Linked DNA regions of Mus musculus: regions 1, 2, 4 and 5 are each linked to region 3. Evidence: chromatin contacts called from public Hi-C and promoter capture Hi-C data. All regions are on one chromosome and are shown on one strand. The core of a region is the stretch at or near the end of the contact, and the rest is flanking DNA. Distances in the headings are between cores, read along the strand shown. Region 1 has its middle 100 kb from the start of Gm41483. Region 2 has its middle 63 kb from the start of Gm41483. Region 3 holds the start of App (amyloid beta (A4) precursor protein). Region 4 overlaps App (amyloid beta (A4) precursor protein). Region 5 overlaps App (amyloid beta (A4) precursor protein).

Region 1 (5,242 bases), core at 2,498-4,997, 260 kb after region 3:
AGAAATCTTGTAACATGCACATGCTGTAATCTAGCCTGAGGGAACATATACAGGAATTAGGGCATTTCCAGAACTAACCACAACCCTAGTTACAAAACCCAAAGGTATGTAGTGAGAATGAGTGCCTCTCTCATTGGTAAAACATGGCATAAATTTACCAAATTTATGCTATTCTGAGGCTACAAGACTTTTCTTGCACTCTCTCCTGGCTTTCATCCAAGCTCATTTTTACCTCTCAAGTACAGAGAATGTAAAAAATAAAAATCCTAAAGTCTGGATGAAGCACAGGTCCCAGAATAAGCCTTATCTTTTGCTAATTTTATTGACACATATTTACTAATTTCATTCCTGCTATGGTTAATCTTGGTTGCCAAGTTCATTGGCTCTGTATGAACTAATGCATCTGGGTGGGTCTGTGAGTTAATCCTGGAAGGATTGACAGGAGAGGGCTGGAAGACCCTCCCCCAGAGTGGGCAGTACCATCTCTGTGTGTCCCAGGTACAGAGATGCATGAGAGAAGAGCTGCTCTGATGGCGCTCTACCTTCACACTTACTAGAGCATCCATCCCTTTCTTGCTGCTGCTGCTGCTACACTCCTTTGCTGTCATTAGCCTTCCTACATGACCTGAAGACCAAGAGCTCTCCAATCTACCAAATTCCATTTTAAGATATAGGTCCTGTGTTGCAGGATTTTCCCTGTCCAATTATATTAGTGCAGGAGAGACCTGTGGTTGGACAGGGAAAAGGGAGGCAGAAGTAAGAGTTGCAAAGACTGAGAGTGTCCTCAGAGACTGGGGAGAGAGGAAGGAAGATGGCTGCGGACGTGAACCCTCATGTCAATTATCAGCCACAAGTAGTTGTGGTATCATAAGGTTAGATTATTTGGGATAAAGGTTTTATCATTATCAATTGGCTCTGAAATTATTTTATCGGCATCTTGTAAATTGTGATATTATTAATATATAAATCTATTTGGTTAACTATAAGTTTAAGATTTTTAATTCTACAAGGTAATTGGGGGATGTGATGGCTGACCGTGGGGTGTGTGGGACATTGTGTGGTAGCCAGAGAAACTCTGGGGGTGGGGGTGGGGACAGCATTAGTGGGCCAAGAGACTGTGCAAGTGAGATCACCCAGTAGGAGCCCTGTGGCCCATTGTTGCCAGCACTAGTGTGGGAACATGCTGGTCCCTTTTTAATATTTCCCACAAGAGTCCTGTGATTCCAAAGTACCTGTGATGGTTTGTTCCATCCAGGGAGTGGAATTATTACAAGGTGCAGCAATATTAGAAGGTGTGGCCCTGTTCAAGTCGGTGTGGCCTTTTTGGAGTAGGCATGGCACCATGGGTGTGGGCTTTAAGACCCTCATCCTAATTGCCTGGAAGACAGTATTCTAATAGCAGTCTTCAGATGAAGATGTAGAAGTCTCAACTACTCCTGCACCATGCCTGCCTGGATGTTGCCATGTTCCAACCTTGATGATAATGGACTCTGAACCTGTAAGCAAGCTCCAATTAAGTTGTCCTTATAAGAGTTGCTTTAGTCATGGTGTCTGTTCACAGCAGTAAAACCCTAAGAGAGAAGTTGGTACCAGTGACTGGGGTATTGCTGTGATAGGCCTGATTATACTTTTGTTTGGAAGAAGAATGTGGATTTGGGGACTTTGGATTTGGAAAGCAGTGGAATGTTTTAAATGGGGCTTAATGGGCTATCCTAGTAGGAATATGGAAGACTTTGTTTCTCAGAGTATGAACTATGCAGACCTGGTCCAAGAAGTTTCAGAGAATTTTAGAATGTAGCATAGAGATTGATTGTGTGGTATTTTGGTGAAGAATGTGGCTGATTTTTGCCCTTGTCTAAAGAGTCTACTTGAGACGAAGGTAAAGAGATTTTTATTCATTGCATTGACAAAGGAAGTCTCAAAAAAACCCAGCAGAAACTTTGTTTTCTGGTTAAGTCTGATGAAGAGCATTTTGAACAAGCATGACAAGCTTAGAAAGGAAAAGTATAAAATATATGGTTTGAGTTTTAAAGGGACACTAGAAAGTGAAATGGAGCTGAATCCTGTGTTCTAGGAGATAACAGATTAAGAAAATGGGATTTCAGGGCAAGATCCTACCCAGCTAAATTTAGATCCAGGCATGGTAGTACACACCTTTAATTCCAGCAGATAAAGCCAAGCATATCTCGGAATACAAGGCCAGCCTGGGACAAAGCAAGTTCTAGGTGAAGAAAGCTTAAATCCAGGCATGGTGGTACATACCTTTAATCCCAGGAGACAGGCATGCAGATCTCTGAGTTCAAGGTCAATCAACAGAGCAATATCCAGGACAGTCAAGCTTAGGTCATGAAGGAGTTGGAAAACAGAAAGCTAGTGATAATGTAACAGAACAAGAAGGGCATATCCCAGTTCCTCCAAACAGCAGAACTTAGCAATTTTGGCCATGTGGCTCTGGTTTAGAGTGAAAAATAGAAGGGACACTATTGATGCTGGTTGGCTAGAGTTAAGAAACTAATGGGGATTAAGAAGAGATCAGCGTCATTAAGGTGAACCATGGGAAGTGTTTTCCGAGAGCACAAAGAAGTAGTGTTCTAGAGATAGCCAAGCAGAGATATCTCCTGCTGCAGCTGTGCTTGGTAACAAATAAGAGTCACCCAGGTGGTACTGGTTTTGAAGACATAAAGGGGTCATGAAGAGCAGCTGAGGCTTGGCACTCTGAGAGGCCATGGAAGGTCATTGGTGGAGATGCACCCTCATTTGTAGTTGATGGCCCAGGACTAGAGGGGTCATGTAAAGGATTTGAGGCTTGGCACCATGAAGAGAGCCTATGAGAGCCTATTGGTGAAGCCTAGATGCAGCAGAAGACCCCAGTGTACTGGAAATGCTCACCAAGAACAGCAGTGGTAGAAGTTTGTTGCAGTCAAGAAAGATGAAAAAGGAGTTGGAGATCTGAATACTGCTTTGATATCAGACATGGAGATGCAGAGTTTGGAGTTTGTCCAGCTGGTTTCCTGTCATGCTTTGGGAATTACAGATAAGTGATCAGATAAATATCAGAAGAGACCTTGAACTTTGGGCTTTTAACATTGTTGGGACTGCTATAGACTATGGGAACTTTGGAAATTGGACTAAATGTACTTCTTTTATTGTCTATGGCTAGGTATGGCCCCCATATGTGTTTGGACATATGAAGAGTAGAATGTGATGGTTTGTATATGCTTGGTTGTATATGAGTGGCACTATTAGAAGGTGTGGCCCTGTTCAAGTAGGTGTGGCCTTTTGGGGGTAGGTGTGTCAGTGTGGGTGTAGGCTTTAAGACCCTTATCCTAGTTGCCTGCAAGCCAGTATTCTGCTAGCAGCCTAATGGAGATGTAGAACTCTCAGCTCCTCCTGTACCATGCCTGCCTGAATGCTGCCATGTTCCCACCTTGATGATAATGGACTGAACCTCTGAACCTGTAAGCCAGCCCCAATTAAAGGTTTTCTTTATAAGAGTTGCCTTGGTCATGGTGTCTGTTCACAGCAGTAAAATCCTAACTAAGACAGTGCCTCAATACAATTTCATATATATATATATATATATATATATATATATATATATATATATATATATATATAAATTATTATTATTATCATTTACATCATCTCCACCTTGTGCAACCCCAAAGAAACTCATTGCCCTAGCCCATTCGCAGCTGAGTGCTTTGAGCAGACTGCCTGCTAGTGCTTGGTGTGGTTTGGCAGGTGCTTTCCTGTTCTGCAAGCTATCCCTCCCCTAAAAAGACTGAGTTCTTTATCACCAAATACATGACAAAGCATATCTGGTTAGAGGTTCATTTTTTAGAAGGCCTTGTTTTGAAAATCAGTGGGAAAATATCTGGAGAGAAATCTCTACAGAAGCTAACAGTGTCAAAACAGCTCCAGCTAAGAGGATGACAAAAGCTTTGTCACAGTGGCGTCCTCAGAGCAGACAGTGCCTGGAGTCAGTCAGTCCTCATGACCCCTCACTGGCTCATTGACAAACAGCTCATGCTCACTGCAGATTCAGACACTGACAAACGTGCTCCCGAGCTGGGAGATGTCAGGCTGTGTTCTTATTTGGAAGATTATTAAGCACTTGAATTCTGAAAACTCTGTTTTGTTCAAATTGGGAAAAAAAACCCCTCTACTCCTGTTTCTGCCATTTATTACACATTGTTTTTCAAATATCTGAAACCCCTCCAAATAAAAATAATCATTTAAAGTACATAAAAAAATACTTAGGTAAGAAATGCCATGATCTACTGGTTTTTAATTAAAAATGCCAATGAATGTTTTCTCTAGAATATTGTTTTTCAAAAGAAGTAATAAATGCATTTCCTCCAATAGACATTAGAGAGAGAGGGAGAGAGAGAGAGAGAGAGAGAGAGAGAAAGTAAAATATAAGTACACCATTTTTCCCATCTCTTTCCTCCCTCTAACTTCCTTCCATGTACCCCATTGTTCCTTGTAACATTCATGGCCTCTTTTTCTTCAATAACTATTGTTACATGTATAAGTATATAATTACAGCACATTCAGTTTAGTTAATTTTACTTGCATGTATATGACTTTAGGGCTGACCGATTGGAATTGGAAAACCAATTAGGTGGCTCTTCCTTGGAGAATACTGTTTCTTCTGCCCCCAGCATTCCTTAGTTGCTTGTGGTAATATGGTTAAGGGTGGGACCCCATGATATTAGCACCTACCATGGTAGTATGGTCTTGTATTTAGTCACATTTTTTTATCATTGGATATTTTCTCTATTTACATTTCAAATGCTATCCTGAAAGTTCCCTATACACCCTCCCCTCCGCCCTGCTCCCCTACGCACCCACTCCCACTTCTTGGCCCTGGTGTTCCCCTGTACTGGGGCATATAAAGTTTGCAAGACCTAGGGGCCTCTCTTCCCAATGATGGCTGACTAGGTCATCTTCTGCTACATATGCAGCTAGAGACATGAGCTCTGGGTGTACTGGTTAGTTAATATTGTTGTTCCACCTATAGGGTTACAGACCCCTTCAGCTCCTTGGGTACTTTCTCTAGCTCCTCCATTGGGGGCCCTGTGTTCCATTCAATAGATGACTGTGAGCATCCACTTCTGTATTTGCCGTGCACTGGCATAGCCTCACACGAGACAGCTATGTCAGGGTCCTTTCAGCAAAATCTTACTGGCATATGCAATAGTGTCTGGGTTTGGTGACTGATTATGGGATGGACTCC
Region 2 (5,445 bases), core at 2,408-4,907, 210 kb after region 3:
AATAGCCCGCTCCTTTCTCCTTCTCCCCCTTTCTCCCCTCTCTCCACATGTATCTGGACGGCTTCCCCTCTTCTCTCTCTGTCTCTTTGTCCCTCTCTGTCTCTCTGTCCTTCTCTGTCTCTCTTCTCCCTTCTCAATTTCCCTTCCCATGCCCTAAATAAACTCTATTACACACACACACACACACACACACACACACACACACACACATACACACACTCACACGCACGCACATGCACACACACACAAAGAATGCAGTGAATCACAATGCAGTGATGAAGGACTGGCTTATGAGCTTGCAGAGGGAAGTTTGAGGATCCTTCAAAGACTACCAGATCATTAATACTATACTTTGATTTAAGCATCTGTGGTTTCTGGTCATTTATAGCTGAAGAATCAGCTATGATTAAGAAGAGACCAGCATTACTGGAGTGACACTTTAGCTTTATTTGGAAAATTGATGCTGGTCAGATGGGACAGAGAAATTATATTAAGAGAACAGTGTCATTAAGGTGAAATCTTCTGGAAAGTATTTTCTCAGGGTCAGCATACAGAAATGTGGTCCTGCATAGCCAAGGATAAGTCTCAAGTTGGCAGCAGAACTTGGTAATGTGTAAGAGTCTTCCAAATGGAACTGGTTTTGACAGGTCTGAAGGGGTCATGAATAGATGCTATCATTGTGACTCAGAGTCAGGGTCCCTGAAGACCTATAAGCTATTGGTGAAGGTAAAGCCTCAGCTGTAGTGGAAAGTCCAGTATATTGGAAATGCTAAGATGACCACTAAGGACAGCCACAGGTATGGACTGGGGCTGGCCTGAGCTTATGAGACAAGCGGAGTGTCCTGTAAGTGACCAGGAAGTGCAGCTGCCCAAGAGCTTTGGATCCTAAAAGATTGCAAATAAGTCCAAGATGTTGGATATGGAGCTATTTATTTGTTGAATCTTGGTTTTCCTTTGATCTAATCATAACTGTGCCTTGGTTCTTCTCTTGTGGAATTAGAAAACTGCGTAGCTTATTGTGAACTTTACAGGGACCAACAGTTAAGAGACTTTGGGGAACTTGGACTTTTAAACTGTTGAAAAATTTAAATACTTTGGGATTCTAAAGTTCTACTATGTTGTATACTATGTTTTATTAACACGGTATCTTGATGATAAATAAAAAAGGAAAGACTTGTAGTTTAATAGTGATGTGTTTGTTTGTAAAGTTGTCTACTGGTCAGTTGGTGTGTTGGTGTTTCTTGTTTGTTTTGTTTTAGTTTTTTGTCAATTTGATACACGATAGTGTCATTTCACAAGATGGAACTGCACCTGAGAAAGTGTCCTCATTGGGTTGGTGTACATGTGCATTTGTGGGTCATTTTCTTGATATGGGAGGCTCCAGCCTACTGAGGGTGATGCCACTCCCTGGCAGATGGTATTGAATTATATAAAATAATAGCTAAGAAAGCCAAAAGGAGCAATCCAGTAAGCAGCATTCCTTCATGCCTCACTTCACTTCCTGACTCCAGGTTTCTGTCTTTGAGTTCCTGCCCTGACTTCTCTTTAGCTGTAAGCTGAAACAAACCTTCTCCTGCCCATGTTGGTTTGGGCCAATGTGTTTTCTCACTACAGTAACAAGAAGACCATAACAATGCTATGTCACTGATAGCCCAACTTCCTCCCACTGGGATTCATTTGTTGAGGTTCCAGTATCTCCCAATAAGACTAGGGACATCAGTCTAAGCTGTTAACAAAACTGCTACTGTGGGACACTAATCTAAAACTTAGCATTGACATGCCAAGAGTCGGGGGGGGGGGGGAAGCAAACATTTGCACTCTTCTCCATGCTTCACACAGCCGTTGGATTTAATTTTCATAATACAAATGTAAGTACATATGGTAGATCCAATGTTACGCTATGGAAATTTATCCTCAGACACCTGGGTGCCTTGTCCAAACCCACATCATTAATGGAACCAACTTAAGACATCGAATTCAGAAGCCAGGCTTAGAACTGAGTTTCCATTGTCGCTTCGCTTTACCTGACTGTGCCAATCTCCTGGGAGAATGCAATACAGTAAGCAGATATTCTATGCATGCATGTCCTGTTTCCTCTTGGGTCTACATCACAATGTGCTCTAAGTCGGAGGTGGTTTTAAATATTTCTCTGATCTCCCACAGCCTCAGCTAGTATAATTCTGAGCACACAAGAGGCTCTCAATAAAGAACTGTGGATTGAAACATAAGCATTTCTCGGGACAAAAAAAAAGGAGTGCATTTTCTTTCACATTTATTTATTGTATGAGTGTGTATGGGTGTAGCAGAGTGCATGTATGAGGCCAATGAAGTATTTTTGAGAGGCAGTTCTTCTTCCACTACAAAGCCCCGGGAAGTGAACTTAAATTGTCAAGCTTCACAGCAAACACCTTTCTCCACTGGGCCCTCATGCTGTCCTGGGAAAAGTTTATTTTTAAAACAGAAGAATTTTTTCCATTTTCTTTTCATGATTGAAGATGCAGAAGCTGTTGTTAATTCTTCCTGGTTCTTGGAATCAACTGGGTTTTTTTTTTTCCCTTCGTGCTCAGCAATTTTTCTTTCTTTACTATGAATCTGTATTGAAAAAGATCAGAGAGTTCAAACTCCATCTACGTTTGTCTTGCATATCTAGGAAGAGCAGATAAGGCATGTGGGAGCTGGCATGTTGTGCAGCCCAGATCTCACTTGGGAGGGAGGATTTGTTGTCCCTGCTGTTGGGATGCAGTTGTTGTCCATCCTCAGCTGTCAGCCCCTTCAGGATCCTCCTGAGCTATGGTGAATTCCAATCAGTGGACATGTCCGATCCTGGTCATTTTGGCTGTGCTCACATCTGCTCTGCAGGGACAGTCTTACTTCAGAGATCCCCAGGAGCTAACTGACTCTTCTGTTTAACCAGTGTCTTCTTGTTTCTTTCCATTCCATCTCTTGTGCTGAACCCCATGCCCGTCTGCTAACTCAACACTCTCCGTAGAACTCTGTCCTAGATCTGGCATTTAAGAAATGTGACAGGAGTGACTGGTGAGAGTCAGGAGGAAAGAAGGGTTTGCTGCTCTGTGTGAAAAAGCCAAGTGCTCTATGGATCACCAAGAGTGTATGTATTCATAAGCAAGTGTGCTTTCCATGCGGAGTGTTTGAATGTGTCTTGTGGCTTTGCTCAACATCCTTCATGCCTTACCACATTTGGGTTAATAAATGCCTAGCAGCATAGGGGACAGAGGGCTCCTTGGATGCTCAGAGCTTTTTAACCAAAGTTCAGCCCCTGAATAGCTTCCCACATCTTCTCTCCTTAAAACCATTTAAACAATTGACTTGTTTTTCAATGTTTCTGTAATGTTGATCATTTCTGACAGATTGGATGGAGCAGTGTGCATGATTTTAGATTCTAATTTTCTCCTAATGTTGCTTTTGATTTTTCTCAGAAAGAGATATTTCCTTTAATTCTCACCCAAGTTCATGCCTGGTTGAAGGGATTTTAGGTAGCTCCTCGGGTAACTCTGGCCATCTTCCCCGGAGCTAAAGACATTGGCCTTCTTTTAATTAGGACTTTTGGGGCTTTGGTGTTTACAGTGTCTGGCAAGCAAGGGGTTGTGCTGTTCTAACTATCTTGTCATTTAGATAAATTTCAGGGCACTCCTTGGCTCCAGGCTTCTCTCTGGAGTTCCCCCAACAGGCCTAATTTGATATATTGCCTCAACAAATCCCATCAGCCCAGCTGGATTTGGAGCTGAGGGTGAGGATGGTTTATAGAAGTAATAACAACAGAAATGTCCTCTCTGAGACAGGCGAATAATTTCCTCTCTGCTCCAGTCCAATACGATTTCCCTTAATCTTTTTAATGCTTGGGAAGTGGCGGCTTCCTCTGTCCTTAAAGCCACTTTTCTTCCCTGAAGGTTAATGTATTGAAAGAGAGAAGGGCCATTGTTTCTGGTCCTCTGGGCAAACACCCTTTTTTTCTTGAGCGTCATTTGTCAATTTACTCACATGGTTTGGATTCAAAGAAATGAGTCATAGTCACTGGTTTTCCAGAGTAAGTAAGGCCCCCCCACCCCCCCATTGGAAAAAGAATACAGAACCAAGCTGGTTACCCATGCGTGATCTTTCTGCCTTTCAGGGCTATTGATGATCAAGACTTTGCTTGGTATGATGCAGTCTCTTTATGGATTCAAGCCTTGGTCTCTTGCTGCCTCCTTCAGCCAGGTCCCTGATTTATTCTTTCCTCCTATTTTCCTGCAGATTCTTCTTAGCACAGTTCTTTCTCTACCCACCAAGAACAAGAGTCCCCATCCTCAATATTTCAGACTCCTTTGCAGTCACTGGGCATCTTTCTCTCTGAGGACTGTCCCATGTACAGGAAGGGCATGTCAGAAATGAATCTGCCGAGACTTCAGCGAAACCCTTCAAGGTTTCGTTAGCATCTCTGTTTGCATATTTTATGAAAAATTTTTTCCTTTTAAAATGGTTTCTGCATCTCTGCATTTAATATCCGGGAAGCACATCCTTGTTCACTCTTGTCTAATCAGCCTCGATCTTTCTCCTGTCTTCTCCGATGAGGAGGTGTTGGGCTCTGATGGGAGGTGATGGGAGAAGAAAGAACAGGGCACCTTCAAACTTCATTCCCTCTGCCCGAGACTGCCATTACAGTTTGCCATGTTTGGTGAACTGACAATGAACAGTAATTTCTGGCAGTAATCACCCACAGGTCACATGGATAGTAAGGACATAAACTTTAGGACATAAATTTTTGCCAGTTATAATTTAGCATGCCATCTTAACTTTCACTGAATTGTGCAGCTTCATTCACAAAAGTAGATATGTGTGCTGTCGAGATTCAGGAATTAGTTAATTACACGTTTCTTTGTCTGCACTAGAGATGAAAACTAGAACCTTGCAGTAGAGATTGAATCTCGAACCTTGTGCGTGCTGAGCAAGTACTCTGACATTGAGCTTCATCCCTACTTTCCTTTATTCTTTTTATTTCTAGATGGGCTCTCAAGACGTTTCCCAGACTTGAACTCACTCTGTAGTTCAAGCATGCCTTGAATCTACACTCCTTCTAAATAGCTAAGGTAATTGGGTGTGGCTAATACTGGGTCTTTTTCCAGCTCTGTAGACCTATTTCTGTGGCCACTGGCTTCTTGGGGCTTCAGTTTACATATGGATGAGATGAACATGTTTTTTACCATGCCTATGGTTCCATTCCAAGTTTTGCATTCTCTATGTCAGTTTTGATGATCAATTATTTCTATTGGTGTTGTTTTCTGAGACAGAGACTTACAGTAGAACTCAGATGAGTTCCTGATTTACTATGTAGACCACAGTGACCTTGATTCTTCTGTATGTGTGAGTTCTGGGCTTATAGATATGCATTACCATGTTACAAAAATTGCTAATCTTGCATCATTTTAAAAATCACATTTGAGAGCTAGA
Region 3 (5,485 bases), core at 2,124-4,623:
TAAAATATATACAGTCAAGTAAACATGAGCTTGATATTTAAAGTATGTTTGTGCAGGTCCATCTTGACATAAAAGGCAGAGATTAGAAAAGAAATGTATTAGTCAAAGATGCCCTGTAAATCCCACGACAACACCTCTGCAAAAATAACGCATAATATTTTATTAAGCACCTTCTTCACGTCTATATGCAGGATGACTGACAGATAATCTTTAACACAGAGATATAGAAAATTGGCGTGTCATAAACAGTAAACTAAAAACTTAAAAACCTTAGCCGTAAAAGTAACTTCACCTTCCTTCAAACCAGTAGCCCATTGATCCTATTTTTCTCCTATTTAATCTTAAATCTTGAATTTTCCAGTTTAGTTTTGTGATCCTGTATATACCTTTTCATTTCCTCGGTTCCATCTTTTAATTGCTTGCAGCCTTACAAGTGTAATGAGGGACGCTATCCCTTGGGGGTGATAAGAAAGAAGCATTTATAGTCTGCCAGTATCATGGCTTCCCACTGACAAGCAGTAACCGGTGACTCCCGATGGATCCCTGTCAAAAAAAGAATGTCAGCTTCGCTGTTCTATGAGTAGGCTTCTACCATCAGAGAGGCACTACCGGGCAGCAGTCGCAGACAGTGAAGGAGCCACCACTACCGAGGCAAGTTGATAGTTATCAGCTCTATACAAGCAAACAAGATGAGTCCATCACGGTTTGCTAAACGCATGCCTCTGTTCAACATACCAGGAAAATAAAACCAAACCAGGAAATGCCGACGCCCTGGAAGACGAGGCCCCAGCATCAGTACCCTGGAGGCCCCAGCATCAGCACCCTCGAGACCCCAGCATCAGTACCCTCATGGCCCCATCATCAGCACCCTCCATCACACGGGTTCTTTTTGCAGAGCCACCTGCAGCAGACGGATTTTCTGTGATTTACAAAACGCAGCCAACTCATAATTCTGTGGCTTCAGTGGACGCAGAACTGCAAAGTGTGTCAAACCTCATCAGGATGAATTACCTATCCTTCCAGTGACTCACCAAAGGCACGAATGTAGTGCTCCCAGTAACCCTTTAAAGGTGATGATAACTGCAGGAGCATCTCCAAATGTTCGGCAGAAAAAGGATATGCAATCGCACAAGCCAAAACATAAATCCAGTTCATCTTGGCCTACACTGTGACTCTTTTTATACAAGTTAAAAAAAATGCTCAAGAAAAGTAAAATGCTCCAAAAATTAAAGTTATTCCTTTAATTACTTAGTCGTGTTTCTGCACAGCAAAACAATTAGAAAAACCGAATGACTATACAATTAAATTCTTAGGTCGTCAGAGAAATCAGAATTCCCTTGATTAAATGGCTTTGAAAAAAAAAAATGGAACACTAAATTCTTAAGACTCTTCGAAGACCTGTTTTAACCAGTCTGAGGTGACTTACAGATTCTGAAGCCACTTGTGGGTTAAAAAAAAAAAAAAAATTCAGAGGGGCTAAAAGTTCAATGACCTTGTAAATTAAGAGCTAAAAAAAATTAAATAAATAAAAACTCATACTAGTGTGATAGCCTAGCCAATCCCCACAAAATTGCAGGAAAACACTCGCCCGGAAATTGCTTTTTGGGAAAATTCCTATGAGGTAGAGGGGAAAGAGGAGGACGACGAGGAAGGGCTATTAGCAAATGCTTAGATGGTGAAGAGGGTACAAATGAAGAGAAATAAAACCAGCTGCCACGCAAACAACTTCCAGGCATCTCTGGATAAAAAGGAAAACAAGCCTTGTGCTGCATGCTGGAGAGTTGGATGAATGGGGAAGACTTGTTATACACCTAGTGGTGGGTGGATTTCACAGGCTGCAGCCTCCACACAGCTTTTCTTTGCTGCACTGCAGAGGCGCCATCTTCTCCGTCTTAATCTTCACCCTATTCAATCCTTTTATCTGCACCCCTTTTTTTTTTTTTTTAAAAAAAAAAGGAACCCTGAGGACCCTCCCCAGCATCCTGTGTCCCCCCCAGGGTGACTAAGCTAGAGTTCCCAAATCTGCCCCATAGGAGGCCGCACCTTAATCAGACAAACGCCTCCTTTGATGCCCTGGAGCCTCAGCCTCCCCACCACCAGGCACTGCCCTTCCCAGACGCACGCCTCACTCCCGGCTCGCTCTCTCTCTCTCTCTCTCTCTCTCTCTCTCTCTCTCTCTCTCTCTCTCTCTCTCTCTCTCTCTCAGGACTTTGCAGTCCCTCACAGGATTGCCAGTAGGTGGTGGTGATGCGGGGGTGGGAGACCGCGGGGCCCTAGCAGCACCTCTAGGCCCTCGGGGGCAGACGCGCAGCTCGGGGAAAGGAACGGCGGTGGCGCACCAACTACCAGGGCTCCGCCACCGCGCCCTGGACGGCGAGGGCGGGGTGTCGCGGCTTTTGTTCCCGGGGACCTTCTCAGACTCAGGGAGAAACTGGAGGTGCACTGAAGAGTCCTGGACGTCCAGGTTGAGGGACGGTGCCGGGTGGCCGCACTTTCCGATCCCTCCCATCACTTGGAACTTACACAAAAGGGAGACACGAAAATGCACAAAGTTTGCAAAAGGAAGGCGGCGGTGCGCGACCCCGCACCGACTCGGGAGAGGGTCGCTGCGCAGGCAGCCGCCGCCCGCGGCCGCCAGGAGCAAAGCCCAGCTTCGCAGTCAAGACAGGCGGGGGTGGGAAGGGAGTGTGAGCCAGGCGCTCCCCAGCATCCAGAGCTGCCCCCATTCCAACCCAGGACCCCAAGGAAGGGGAAGGGCGGCGATTTCCTCGCAGGGCACTGAATCCTGAGACGCTACGCTTTCGGTTTTCCACACGTGTCCCTTCCCCCTCGAACTGGGTGTCTCTCGCATCCCGGAGTCCAGCTCTCAACGCAGGGAGGAGTCAGGGTCTGCGTTCAGGCTCGTCCCCTCGCCTTCCAGCCCTAGGCTGGCACGGATATGGGGACCCCAGCGCCCTAACCCATTCCCTCTTCATCGCTCGGGCAGCGCGTCCCCGGGCAGGGTTGGGCCAGAGCCGCCGAAGCGCAGGGCGCCCGCAGGCGGGGGCGGCGAGGAGCGGTCTACCCGTGACAGCCCCCCACGTCTCGAGATTCAAGCTCCTCGGTGGGGAGGATCGCGTCCTCCCGGCGCCCGCCTCCCCAGTCTCGTTCCCAAGGCGCGGCACCCACCTCCAGAGCCCGAACCGTCCAGGCGGCCAGCAGGAGCAGTGCCAAGCTGGGCAGCATCGTGATCCTGCGTGGGCCACCGAGTGCTCCGTGTGCGAGTGGAAGATCCGCCGCGCCCTGGCTGTGTCCGCGCCGCCGCCGCCGTCTCCGGTGGCCCCGCGCTCGCTCTGCTCCCGGTGCTCTCGCCTCCCGCCGCCGAGGAAACTGACAGAGCTGGAGCGAGGCGGCGGGGCTCGCAGCCGGCAGAGTCAGCTGATCCCGCCCACCCGGCTCGCCACCCGACAGAGACCCCTAGCGGAGCCTCGGGGAGCTGCGCCCGAGCGCAGCGGGAGGCGACCCAGAGCCCACAGGTGCGGCGTCTTGGGCTAAGGGGAGCCGCGCTCCCGATGGGGTCTGGGAACCAAGTTGGGGAGTGATCTGGGTCAGGGAGAGGACCCCGCAATCGGGAGAAGGTGAACCGTAGGACGTTAAGGTTCCAGGGAAGTCGGGAGCGCTCTCGGCTCGTCCCCGCGCGAGCTTGAGTCACCCGACCCCGCAGGCCTCTCCCAAATGTGGTTGAGGAGCTAAGGCTGCGATGCGTGCATTTTTATCCGCAGTTCGTTCTCTCTATTTGGAGAGGTGGAGCGAGGCCGAGAACATTAGCAAAAGAAACAGGATTTTTTTTTTTTCTATTTTCTTTTTCTTTTGGTAGGAGGTCACCCTTCACGCCACTGCAATCTGGAATTTTTGTCTTTAGAATGTACCAGAGAAGGGCACAGGATGCAGAATGACCCATTTTTCTCCGTGTTTGGAGATGGGAAGTGGGTTTTTAAATGTATTATCATTGCATATTTGCTTGACGTGGATAATTTCAGAGAAGGGGACCGGCATCTGGGATTGAAGGAGGCAGGGAGGTAAAAATCTAAGATGGGGAAGAGATCAAAGTTAGGCCAGAAAAGATACCGAGTGATGGCTCTTTTTCCTCCACCTCCATCACCCAGGACTTCTTCCTGGAACTCTGCTCTCGATTTTTTTTTTTTTTTTTTTTTTTGGATCTGCCCTTATCCAGTGAAATGAACCTCCGTAAAACCATTTTCTCCTAGATTAAACACAAACTTCCCAGTGTTAAAATTACATTAGACCCATCCAGACATGCTCCCACTACCACCACCCTCCCGACCTAATGTGGCTTCAGACGCCAAGCTTTTGGCTCTCCCTAGGCTAGTGGAAGGAGATGAAGGTAATACCAAATGCATTCCTGGCTTCTGAGGCCACAGCCTTTTCCTTTACCTGATGTGTTTGCTGCTTAATTTTTTAATAACTTGACATGAGCTCTGGTCATCTGGGAAGGGGGAACCTAAATTGAGAGACATGCCTCCATTAGACTGACATGCAGGCAAACCTGTGGGGCATATTCTTTCTTATTAGTTGATGTGGGAGACCAGCCCTGAGCAGGTGGTCCTGGCTTGTGTAAGGAAGCAGGCTGAAGAAGCCAGGAGGGAAAAAAACAACAAGCAGTTTCTGCCACTGCCCAGTTCCTGCTTCAGGTTCCTGCCCTGTGTTCCTGCTCTGAGTTCCCTTCGCGTTAGACTGTGATCAGAACGCGTGAGGCTAATAAGCCCTGTCCTCGAGTTGCTTAGGATCGTGATTTTTTTATAACTCTGCAATAGAAAGCAACCTAGAAGGCCCGCTCTTTCTTTCCCACAGCAAGGAATCCAATCCCCTGTAAGTGTGGTGGGAGGATAGGTCTCCACCTCTTCCTTTCTGAGAAGTCAGCACTCATCTATCAACATGCCTACATACCACCTGCCCAACTCTACAGATACCTTTTTGTATTTGTCCTGAATGTCTGTCCTCTGAAGGTCCTCAACAAATAACAACAAATATTTGCTAAGTAACGTTTGCTTTGATTACATATGGCATTCATTTCCTACAGAAGCCAAGGAAAGGATAGGGAGGTAGCTCAGTCAATAAAGTACTTACTATCTAAACACGAGGACCTGAGTTCCACCCCTGGAAGCCACATAAAAATGTCAGCCATGCTAGCACCTGCTTAGGAGGGAGAGAGAGACAGACAGACTCTTGGGTAAGGTAAGCCAGGAAAGAGATCCTATCTCCAAAAAAAAAAAAAAAAAAGTGGAAAGCTTCAGCATCCAGAGCATCACCTAAGGATGACTTACAACAAGCATGCACATGCGCGCGCACACACACACATAGGCATGTACATACATGCACACATACACATATACACATACACACACAGACATACACACATATATACATACAGACATACAGACAAGCATACTCTTACACATACACACACATATCTATACTTCAAACA
Region 4 (5,340 bases), core at 35-2,534, 150 kb before region 3:
CATCAACCTTGTATACATATTCTCAATGTCACAGGAGAAGAAATCCAGAAGGAGACCCCAGGAACATGAACGCAAACAAAAATAAACCAAGGAAACAAATCAAAACCGATTGGGGAAACTTACATTGCAAATTTTAGAAAATAAGGTTTTCTTTTGCAGTTAAGTTTAGTGATTGAGTGAAAAAATTTAAAGCCTGATATAAAATGTATCTATAATCTTTTTCTTTAGAAAACTATCTAGGTAGGTCAAACACAAATTCCACTGAGTAGAGAAAATGGCAATAGATTATTCTTGGAGGCTTCTTTCTGTTCAGATAATAATGATGTGTTACATGGAAAGGTTTTGCATAATCTGTCTTTTGTGCAGGGTTCACACTGCTAGAGCAGACATGTCGCACATGCAAGGAGTTCCGATACGTCATCGCCCATTGGCTCCTCTTTAACTAAGAAGCAAACCTTCCCAACTGGACAGTCACCAAAGCCTCCATGTGTTCCATACCACCTCGCAGACCCCTTGGGAAGGAAGACATCTTTGTACTCTCTACAGTCCTGTCTCAACCTTCAGTGAATCCTTCTGGTTTTGAATTATGGCCAGTCAACGCTAGAAACACGCTAGTTGCTGTTTCAACAATGTTGAAAATTTAACCCCGATTTGCAGACTGGGGAGGAAGAATTCCTTTGTTAAGTAACTTGTCCCTAGTTACAGATTAAATGGCTATCTTGGCCATTAAACACAGGTCTTTATATAACACCAGAACCTTTGGAAAACAGACTGATTGCAGTCCTCTCCCACAAACCAGCGACCTTTGTCAATGACATTCGGTTTAGACTGAGATTTAGCCCTTGCCCACAGCTCTGCGATGAAGCCCATGCCTTCAGCTAAATGTTAGCTGTACAGACACTGGGGACAGAGCTAACCCCCTCCAACCCCACAGCACTGAAAGGCCAGGTCTGATATGGACTTCTGCATCTTTAAGCCTTGTTTTGTCAAACCAAACAGACCGAAGCTCTCCGGGGATAAACAGGCTTAATAACACAACCCAGAAGGCAGAGCCTACAGAGTAAGCATGAATTAGTCAACAAAAGATGTTTTAAAGCAACACAGACCCCGGGAAAGGTTTGCCAAGAGGTCTGGCCATCCAACAAATGCCACCTGTGACATATTCTTGACTTTTTTCAGGGTGACTTACAACAATCTGTTTTAATTTTGCATATTCGCATTTGAGATCCTCTGCTCTTTCTTCAAACGCTCTCTAATGAAGCAACAATCCAAGGTTGAATGAACCTAGGCTGCTTAAACTACATTCCCTCCTTTCCAACGCCTACACTGTTGTGAAACAACGGAAAGTTCTTTTCTGTTTTTTTTTTCTTTTTAATTAAAAACACTTATATAATAAAACTAAAGTAAGACTTCTTAGAATCCAGTTATAACTGATGAGTTTGTATGGAACAGACTATGTACAAAACCCTAACCTTCTACAATGCTAAAAATTATTTTACCATCACTAATACTTCTCCCATTAACTTGATTATCACAATCATCCAAAAAAATACCCTGAACAAACGTAACCTCTTATAGCTTCTTAGTAAGTCTCCTTAGCCTACCACTGTTATCACAAAAACGACGAAAATGGCCTAAATTTCTCAATTATGTTTCCCTCAGACCCCTCATCCACACCACTAATCATTCTCACAGCTTGGTTACTACCACTAATATTAATAGTCAGCCAAAATCATTTAAAAAAAGAAAAAAGTTACATATCAGAAACTTTATATTTCCATACTAGTTAGCTTACAAATTCTCCTTATCATAACTTTCTCTGCAACTGAACTGATTATATTTTATATTTTATTTCAAGTCACTCTTATTCTGACACTTATTATTATTACTCGATGAGAATGCATGTTAAATTTAAACAAGCAAATGTACCCCTGGAAATGGTTTTAAGAGTGGTGTGTGTGTGTGTGTGTGAGAGAGAGAGAGAGAGAGAGAGAGAGAGAGAGAGAGAGAGAGAGAGAGCGAGAGAGAGAGAGAGAGAAAGAGAGAGAGAGAAAGAGAAAGAGAGAGAGGCCATCTTACCAACTCCCTGCTCTCTAGGGCAAACTCTGGTAACAATCACTTTTCATTTGTGTGCAATAAAATGTTTTTAAGTATCTAAACACTTGTAATTTCATAGTAATTTTTTCACTTTCAAAGATAAAAGAAAAAAGCAGATATTAGCACCCCAGGAATGGTCCACAGAGCATCCCAGCACTGCAGGTGCGGACAGCTGCCCGTGAAGACGTGCCCAGAAGGAAGTGCCGGAGGGCAGCTCCTCTCTGGAGGGAACATGTTAAGGAATACATTTTGAGAAACAGGAAAGCTTCCAAGCTTATTCCTTAATTTTCTGTTTGAATTAATTAAAACTAGGACACATATGCCCCTGGTCACGTATTTCTCACTGGTCTTGAGGAAGATCTGTCTATGAAGCTTGGCAAACATTTAGAATAAGATTAAACTGTTTTAAAAGAGAAAAAAACCTTTTGACTTTTAATTTTGTGTTCAAATAGTCAGCGCACATTTAAGTCATATTTCTCATCACCTGTTATGGCTCTGTGGTTGTTATAAGCAGCATATCCAAACACAGTTTGTAGATCGAATTACAAGATTTAATGAAAACTCTTGATTTATATCTTTTTAGAGATTTGCACAAAGGCAATCGGGAAGAGAGAGTTTTCTAACACCTTTCAAAAATACAGAGCTATCTGCAGTGGCTGAGTCCAAATTTAAATAACTCAAGGTCGGTAACTTTATGCACAGGAGTCAGTGCCCCAAGACTCAGGCCTGCGGCTTAAAAATCTACCTAGCAGCTCTTGCCTGGACAAATGACCCCCACAACTCTCCTCACCAAAGCATGCTCTCTAAAGAAAGAGTAACCCAGAACCTTGTCATCTGCAAAGAGATATAAGCAGGATTTCACTAAGTACTGCCTGGGAAAGACAGAGATTGCTCACAGAAAACAAAATGCTAATATAGACATCTTATTGTCAGAAGCTGTTTGTTCAGGGAGGAAGTGTGACCCAGAGAAGAGACACTGCAGCAGGCAACTGACTCTCAGCTTTCTCTGTCCATGACTACTGGTATCACCCTGAACCAGCCACCCCATCCTCCGAGATCACAGTGATGTCATCAGTACAAAAGAACCAGTGTCCTCTCGATACCCGGAGGAATGCCAGGAGCTCCTTAACTGAGAAAGGACTATCAGTGTGGTGAGGGAAATCAGCACAAGTGGGTGGGTGGAGTTTGGGTTCCCTTACATAATGTGGACAAATCTCCACTTCTGGTCAAGATCTGCTAAGAAGACCAAAATTTCACCCTCCTGCCAGAGAAAAGGAATAGATGGACTACATAACAGGAACAGTTTCTGCAGAGTACGGACCATGGACCAGAGAGGAAGAGGAGATACACAAGGTGAGGTCCTACAACTGTCAGCAACCATGGTCCCTGAGCTTCCCTGACTGTACAAGGTAGGGCTCTCAGGCAGTGGACCCCAAGAAGGAAAGAGCATTGGAAACCCAGGTGGCTAGACTTTACAGGACAGGTGCTCTATAAGAGATCTGCAGGTTATCCTACTAACTGACTGTAGCTGAGGACTATTCAGTGCCTGCTGGTATAAGAAACAGAGGCTAGAGGTAAAAGGTACCCAGAAGATTAGAGGTAATAGTGCCTGAAGTCCCACAGACACATGACTGCCTGGTTCTTGTCAATCCAATTTGAAACTCAGAGTTCATGGTAGACTATTAAGGATCCTGATTTGAAAATGGAAATAACAAGTTACAAGAAGAGTCACTCCACCTAACATATCTAAAAAGAGCAAAATGCGAAAGGGTGAAGCTGCTTCTAGGAAAACTAGCTAGATTTCAAATCAAAGTCTGAATATATTCATAGTTATACAAAAGTACCTAGCACCAACAACATTTCATAGTTTATGATAGCCAATAAAAATTTATGCACGAAAATATCAAACATAATCTTAAGTATGAGATGAAGGGATGGTCATAAGAGACTAAGGACAGATGGAATTCCATCGTTTTACATGGATAAAATAGCTACTGTGAAAAGAGAAAAACCTCTAGCACAGCCAGATCAAACAAAAGATTATCTGTAGAGGTGATAAGAATGGTCTGTTGAAAACAGCAAACATCATTAAAGTAGTAAAAGAAAATCACTTCGACTGATAATTCTATACCCAGCAAAAATATCTTTTAAAACCAATGGTAAAGTTAAGGTGTTTTTCAGGCATAAATAAATCACTAGCTTATACACATTGTAACCCAAAGAATTCAAACTTCATTTCATCTGCACTTGAAAACATAAAGGATGCCCAAGAAGAAAAATGATACATGGTAAATGTGAACAGAGAATATGACTATGAAAACTCATGACTATATTAGGCAAAAAAGTATAATAGTTCCTCATTAGATAAAAAAGATTTTAAAAAATGATGGCTTAAAGAAAAATAAGAATGCAGCATGGAAATCAGTATAAAGGTAACTGCCAAAAGAGTTAAGAGAGGGAGGGCCAACACTGGTCTATTACCCCATGTCTTTAGGATACAATGTACCTAAGTCACATCTACAAATAAAGTGCTTGTGGCATTTCTCCTAGCTTCTTCCCTGCGGCCTCCAGTCTCCACTGTCTGGACACCATCATTGATGCTGTGACCTGAAGTGACAAATCAATATGACTTACCCTTGGGGGCACCGCCTGCAGTGCAGTGATGTAATTCTCGAGGGCCAGGCGGCGGCGGTCATTGAGCATGGCTTCAACTCTGGCCATGTGTGTCTCTACAAGCTGCTGTCTCTCATTGGCTGCTTCCTGTTCCAGAGATTCCACTTTCTCCTGGAAATGCTGATATGATAAAAACACACACAAACATATTTGTTTCTTAACATAACGATTAGTGCAAAGATAGTTTCTCTCTGTTTGTACGAGGTCATGTGTAGACTGGGTTTAGTCCTAAATTCCTAATCTCACTTAAATTTTCCAAGGTTACTGGAGGAGCTGAAAACTTCAGTCTCTCAAAAGATGTATCATTAATGGAAAGAAGATTGCAAGCCATAGAATATATTTGGGGTGATTAGTTCTAATTTTAAATAGTTGGAGAAAATGTAAGGGAAGCAACTTATTACTAAGACAAGAAGTGAAGAACAAGTGAAGGTCATGAAAATATATAAAACAGGGGTTTCCAGCAGATTCCTGGAGGTCCTGATGGCTGAGAGTGGCATGTTCTGTCTGGTGTAGGTGGGACCGGGGTGTTACCTGGATAACGGCCTTCTTGTCAGCTTTGGGCAAGTTCTT
Region 5 (5,170 bases), core at 1,496-3,995, 170 kb before region 3:
CTATTAATCATCCCTTGGCTGTGGGCATATTTTTTTGTGAAGAGATACAAATGCATATTCGACCTGAAAAAGTCAACACTGTAGACATAAGCAGAACATATGCCAGTGTATCCAGGGCTGAGAGCAGGACGTCAGCTTGCCTGCAATGTCAGACTCAGCAAGAGAAGAAAGGAAGACGACTACCATGTTCCTTAGCACCTGAGATGCTGAACCAGGGGGACTGCGAATGAGAGCAGCCTGGCATACACAGGCCTGTTTCCAAAACATATAAAGTAATACCGTAATAAATGACGGGAAAAGCCATACACTTTGCTTATCAAGGATTTTTTTGAGGATTAAGCAAGACTTAGGGAGACTAAAAAAAAGTTTGTGATCAAAATGAAGATAACAATAATAGAAACAAAAACATATACAGAGCTTTTCATTAAATTATCTGTTAGCCTTTCTTTGTAAATTTGAGTGGAAAAAAACAAACCAAGAAGCGATCTGCTCTGCTGGCAGGGGAGGCCACTTCATGGGTCTGATTTAATGGCCAGCAACAATACACCACTTCCATGCTGTTTGCCAGAAGTCTCTGACCATAAACATTGGCAAAGCCCTAGCCTGCATGGCTGGTCCCGGAGAATCAATGGTGAAGTCATCATGGGGAATTATGATATCATGGTCCACGGAACTGTCAGCGACTCATACTTCAGCATATGAGTTCCGATCAAATGGAGAAAGGTGGCATGGCCCCCAAGTCCTACAAAATGTTTAACACATCAACAGAGATGTATGTGTGCAAAGCTGTTGAGACAACTCTTCAGTGCGTAACACGTTCAGTGAAAGGACGCTGAAGCTGCCCATATTATTCCCAGATTCAGCCTTGAATTTGCTATTATCACTAAGTGAGTGCCGTTGGATCAAGACCAATGGAACGGGTTAGTCTGCAGGCTATTGACCAGGCGTTAGGTATGGCCTTAGATTATTGACCACATGTGATGTATGGCCTTAGTTGAACCTATAAAATAACGTGGCTTGAGCTGTTGAAAAGCAAGCTTCCCTCTTGCTTAGTAGTCTTCTTGAGGTGGTTAGGAGGAAGGGTGGTTATTAGACAAGACCACCTCGTGCTATCAGATCAGCCTTCATCAACTGCCTCGGTGAGAACAGAGCCTTGTCTTGGCTGATGATCTGCGGTCTCTAAGCAAATTCTAAATTATTCTAAGTTATTTGAGTAAGAAAGACTGTGCCCCGAATCTTTAACAGTCCCAGAGTATTGTAGGTATTTAACAAACAATTCACTGATGCTGAATATCCTTGCTTAGTTCTTGGATCTTCTTGTTACTCACAGTGGCAAATGATAGCGGTGTATGTACATGGATAGACATTTTTTTTAAAGACAGTGTTTCATGCCTAGCTGTACTAAGTAGCCAAGGTCTTAGATTTGTCTGTCTTCATCACCTGTGTGCTGAGATTGCAGGTATTACACCATCATACCACGTTTTGTGCAATGTGGGAGGAGGAAACCTAGGCTTCATACAGGCTATGAAGCACTCTCCTATGTAAGTAAGTAAGTCACACCCAGCCTTCCTACATCTTATTTTTTGAAAGTCATATAAAAGTATAATAATGTGTATATATGTGCATATATATGTATATATACATATGCATTATATACATGTGTGTATATATATATGCATATATATAATGTAAAATGTATATACCTAAATCATCAAAGATTATTTTCAGATAATAATAATGTCTGAAAACTGTCACTCATCTACCTCAGTGGCAACACTAAACTTTCTTTGTATTAGGCAACAGATATTTACTATTAGAAAACTACACTTAAAACTATACTAGCAACTACTACATTTCACAAATAGAAACTCTGGAGAACTGTTTATTGGTATCTTTGACAACTTCTAGCAATAAGCACTTCATTTGGCTAGAGTTCCTAGGGAAGTTTTATTGTAACAAAGAAAGATGACACAATGATTCATTTTCATGCCACAGGATGCCTATATCACAGGACAAGTATGTGTAGCAACCTTCCTTTATAGAGAAGATATTGGCTATCATCTGAGAACTCTCAGTTGCTTCCTAAGACTCAGTAATTATGAAATGAAGGTTGCTATATTTAAAGCTAACAATTAACTTTGAATTTTAAATCACAGACTTTCATTAGGAAACATGTATGGGGCCCGAGAGAAGCTTCGGTGGTCCTGAGTACTCAGTGATCTTGAAGAGGACCAGAGCTCAGTTCTCAACATACATTTGGCAGTTCACAACCCTCCATCACCTCAGTTCCAAAGGATTCGGCACTCTTCTGGCCTCCTCAGGCATCAGGCATACATGTGATAGACACACACACACACACACACATAGGCAAACAGTCACACACATTAAAAAAACAAACCAAACAAAGAGGCCTCCACACCCACTATTTCAGAATGTGAAACTTGGTTTGCTTTCACTGTTTCCTAAATAAAAACATTATAGAATGCAAGTAAGCATGATCCTATCAACGTGCTACACTCTCGTTTACACTCTTAACTTTGCACTACTGTACTTGGAAGCTCCTTCTTAATGAGGCAAGGCTGCAAGAGGAACCCAGGCACCTGCAAAACTTCCGCTTATGGTTACAACCTCGGAAAGAGGAGACACAGCTGGTGTGCCAGGGCTAGAAGGGCTCAGGCTAGTGTTTGTACCAGAATGAAATTCTACCCAGCTTGCTTCCCTTGTTTAGGCCAAAGATGTGTCTGGTTTCACAACTGGCCTACTTACGCAGCCGTACAGAGTTCAGTGTAATAGGGGACATTGCAGACTTAGGGACACAGCCTTGTCTCAGGACGGGAAGACACATCTAAATGCTACACAGACCAAAAGCAAAGGCAGAGATAGGGTAATTTCATAGAGGCCAGGTGCTTTTTTTCAAGCAAAAGATGTAGCTAACACCTTTATGAACAAATGCCAGTCAGCAACAACGAGTTCAGTGCACCAAATGGCTAGTAAATTCTTTGTCTTTGCTAATACATCATCTATCAGCAGTGGCTGAAATGAACTGGACTCTACCCACTAACAAAGGCATTGCAAATACTACTTGTTTATTTGTTTGCTTGTTTTTAATCCCTTGTCTTTTGGAGATAGGATTTCCTGGTAGAGTCAAGGCCAGCCATGAACTCAAGTTGCTCCTCTTTCAGTCTCCCAAGTGATAAGGTTTTTGGTGTATACTAACATACCCTGAATGAATAGTGTCTTGACACATATCAAAATACTGTTTCTCTGGACAGCGCTCATAATAGAATAGGTTAATTGGTTGTGTTGGCATTTCGTCTAGGCCCCACCCCACAGTTCCCTGGTAATGGCCATGTGTGCCTGATTCACTATGAAAGGGACTGCTTGTCCCCTCCTCACTTTCTTCTCTTCTCCTCTTGCTCTTGTTCCCTTACCCTCTTACCCCTCTCTCCCCATTCCTCTTGCCCCTCTCCCCCCACCTCTCCATGTGCTCATGGCCTGCCTTCCCTCCACTCCCCTCCCCTCCGCTCCCCTCCCCTCCCCTCTCCTCCCTCCCCCATTTCTCTGCCTTTCTCTGTCTCAACTCCCCTCCCCATGCCCTAAATAAACTCTATTCTTTTTTTTTAATTAGGTATTTTCTTCATTTACATTTCCAATGCTATCCCAAAAGTCCCCCATACCCTCCCCCCTCCCATTTCTTGGCCCTGGCGTTCCCCTGTACTGAGGCACATAAAGTTATTCTATACTATACCTTTCTGTGGCTGGTACCTCAGGGGGAAGGGATGCCTCAGCATGGGCCCACAGAGCCACCCCCTTCCACAGACACCATACTGTGCCTCCACCAAACTCTCTCTCTCTCTCTCTTTCTCTCTCTCTCTCTCTCTCTCTCTCTCTCTCTCTCTCTTTCTCTCTCTCTCATAAAACACAACAGGTTGACCCATGAATTAAGAATATTAAGTCTTGTGTGTGTGTATGTGTGTGTGTGTGTGTGTGTGTGTGTGTGTGTGAGTGCACTCACGTGTGTTCTTGTGTGTGCATGGCTGTGATGGCCAGAAGAGGGCATTAGATCGCCTGGAGCTGGTGTTACAGAAGCTGTAAGCAGTCCAACATGGGTGCTGGGAACCTCTCCTGGGACCTCTCTAAGAGCATTATGTGCTGAGCCATCCCTCCAGCCCTGTTGACACACCCTCCCTGTTTATGATTTCCTAGCTAACAGTGTCTGCACAAGACACACTACCTAAGAGCTATTAATAAAGAATAATGAGGCTTCCTCAGTGACTACATTGCAGAATTTGTTTCTGAGAGGAACAGCAAGAGGCAAATTACATTCGTTCCCAACTCTGACTCACATGCAAACAAGCTCATCTCATCTCCAGTTAATCCTTGTGGAAGCACACTTCAAAATTAATTTGGCTTCATTTCCATATTCTGGGTGGCAAATATCTCTACATTTTTTTTCCCTTTTAAAAAAAGAACCTTGAAGGCAGCTGCTTGTGAAAAATAGAGTAACCAGCCCTTGTTACCGTCCAAAATCATTGGTTTTTCCCAAGACTGTAGAAAAGAAAAGGAATCAGGACACATCTGTTGCAGTGTTTCGTGCCAGGAAACCATCTTGCCACCGCTGTGGTCTGCTTTCACACCCTACTCAGTTTTTGCTAGGGCTTCTCTTTAGGTTTTGTTTCAAACTACAGCACATAAGAGTTGGGGAGCTGGGAAAATGACTCCCCGCATCTTCATGAGAATCAGCAGCTTGGGGTGGGAGATGCTGCCTCAAGCCTCACCCATCTGGTAGAGATGCTCCTTACTGCAAAGTAAGTGACTGTGTGAAAACGGACAGAAGCTACTGAGGTAGTAGAGACAGCACATCTTGACAAGAGGACTACCAAACCTTTGGAATTTTACTAAAATAATAGCGTGAAAGCCAAAAGCGTGAATTCCACTAATTTTAAGAACTTGCCTTGTCACAGTGGGCCTCAGCTAGAATCCTCTCACGGCCTGCTGTAGCATCCTGTTGTTTAATTAATCCTTATTTAAAACTTTATAACAGGAGTCTGGGGAGATGGTTCAGTGCACAAGGCTTTCTGGAAGTGTGAATGGAGTTTGAATTCCCAGGATCTAAGTACCAGCGGGGTGGAGAGGGCAGCCCTACAGCAACAACTGTAAATGGAGTAGA

Evidence for each region. Promoter capture Hi-C pulls out the DNA fragments that hold promoters and counts their contacts. A called contact is a pair of places that touch in the nucleus more often than the background predicts.
Region 1: a Hi-C map of cortical glia shows a contact between it and region 3, with 2.9 times the contacts expected there. The contact joins the enhancer-like site here to the promoter of App in region 3. A contact is called at or near these places in 6 of 39 promoter capture datasets (the 3T3-L1 cell line, 3T3-L1-derived adipocytes, hippocampal neurons and 1 more), 16 of 484 Hi-C or Micro-C datasets (the AtT-20 cell line, the C2C12 cell line, the HL-1 cell line and 12 more), 7 of 115 datasets of contacts at active chromatin or transcription factors (bone marrow-derived macrophages, cardiomyocytes, embryonic stem cells and 3 more) and 2 of 9 other capture datasets (adipose tissue and pancreatic islet).
Region 2: a contact with region 3 is called in a Hi-C map of the N1E-115 cell line, with 16 times the contacts expected there. The contact joins the enhancer-like site here to the promoter of App in region 3. A contact is called at or near these places in 1 of 39 promoter capture datasets (liver), 4 of 484 Hi-C or Micro-C datasets (the AML12 cell line, the N1E-115 cell line, cerebral cortex and 1 more) and 5 of 115 datasets of contacts at active chromatin or transcription factors (embryonic hindbrain, embryonic midbrain, embryonic stem cells and 2 more).
Region 4: a promoter capture Hi-C map of liver shows a contact between it and region 3. The contact joins the enhancer-like site here to the promoter of App in region 3. A contact is called at or near these places in 8 of 39 promoter capture datasets (the 3T3-L1 cell line, cranial neural crest, liver and 5 more), 8 of 484 Hi-C or Micro-C datasets (bone marrow-derived macrophages, brain, cerebral cortex and 4 more), 15 of 115 datasets of contacts at active chromatin or transcription factors (bone marrow-derived macrophages, craniofacial prominence, embryonic forebrain and 11 more) and 3 of 9 other capture datasets (adipose tissue, liver and pancreatic islet).
Region 5: a promoter capture Hi-C map of liver shows a contact between it and region 3. The contact joins the enhancer-like site here to the promoter of App in region 3. A contact is called at or near these places in 12 of 39 promoter capture datasets (the C10 cell line, the SN4741 cell line, cranial neural crest and 8 more), 1 of 15 datasets of contacts at CTCF or cohesin (CD8 T cells), 11 of 484 Hi-C or Micro-C datasets (CD4 T cells, bone marrow-derived macrophages, cerebral cortex and 6 more), 20 of 115 datasets of contacts at active chromatin or transcription factors (the NIH/3T3 cell line, bone marrow-derived macrophages, a colorectal cancer cell line and 15 more) and 3 of 9 other capture datasets (adipose tissue, liver and pancreatic islet).

Annotation. Positions count from the first base shown.
Region 1 is chr16:85,425,379-85,430,620 of GRCm38.p6, forward strand. No RefSeq gene overlaps it. Among named protein-coding and RNA genes, the nearest start is that of Gm41483, 100 kb to the left of the region's middle. Within about 2 kb of position 3,748, at least 14 of the 459 cell types and tissues checked have an H3K27ac peak or open chromatin away from gene starts, as enhancers often do. A contact at or near this core is called in cortical glia, where this site is marked.
Region 2 is chr16:85,383,329-85,388,773 of GRCm38.p6, forward strand. No RefSeq gene overlaps it. Among named protein-coding and RNA genes, the nearest start is that of Gm41483, 63 kb to the left of the region's middle. Within about 2 kb of position 3,658, at least 2 of the 459 cell types and tissues checked have an H3K27ac peak or open chromatin away from gene starts, as enhancers often do. A contact at or near this core is called in the N1E-115 cell line, where this site is marked.
Region 3 is chr16:85,170,334-85,175,818 of GRCm38.p6, forward strand. It overlaps App (amyloid beta (A4) precursor protein), which reads right to left and starts at 3,374. Exons shown (of 18, transcript NM_001198823.1): 1 at 3,169-3,374. The coding sequence starts at 3,225.
Region 4 is chr16:85,020,122-85,025,461 of GRCm38.p6, forward strand. App (amyloid beta (A4) precursor protein) reads right to left here. Exons shown (of 18, transcript NM_001198823.1): 10 at 5,302-5,340; 11 at 4,732-4,890. Among named protein-coding and RNA genes, the nearest start is that of Gm10791, 51 kb to the left of the region's middle. Within about 2 kb of position 1,285, at least 12 of the 459 cell types and tissues checked have an H3K27ac peak or open chromatin away from gene starts, as enhancers often do. A contact at or near this core is called in liver, where this site is marked.
Region 5 is chr16:84,997,801-85,002,970 of GRCm38.p6, forward strand. All of the region lies in intron 13 of App (amyloid beta (A4) precursor protein), which reads right to left. Among named protein-coding and RNA genes, the nearest start is that of Gm10791, 28 kb to the left of the region's middle. Within about 2 kb of position 2,746, at least 29 of the 459 cell types and tissues checked have an H3K27ac peak or open chromatin away from gene starts, as enhancers often do. A contact at or near this core is called in adipose tissue, liver, microglia and 1 more, where this site is marked.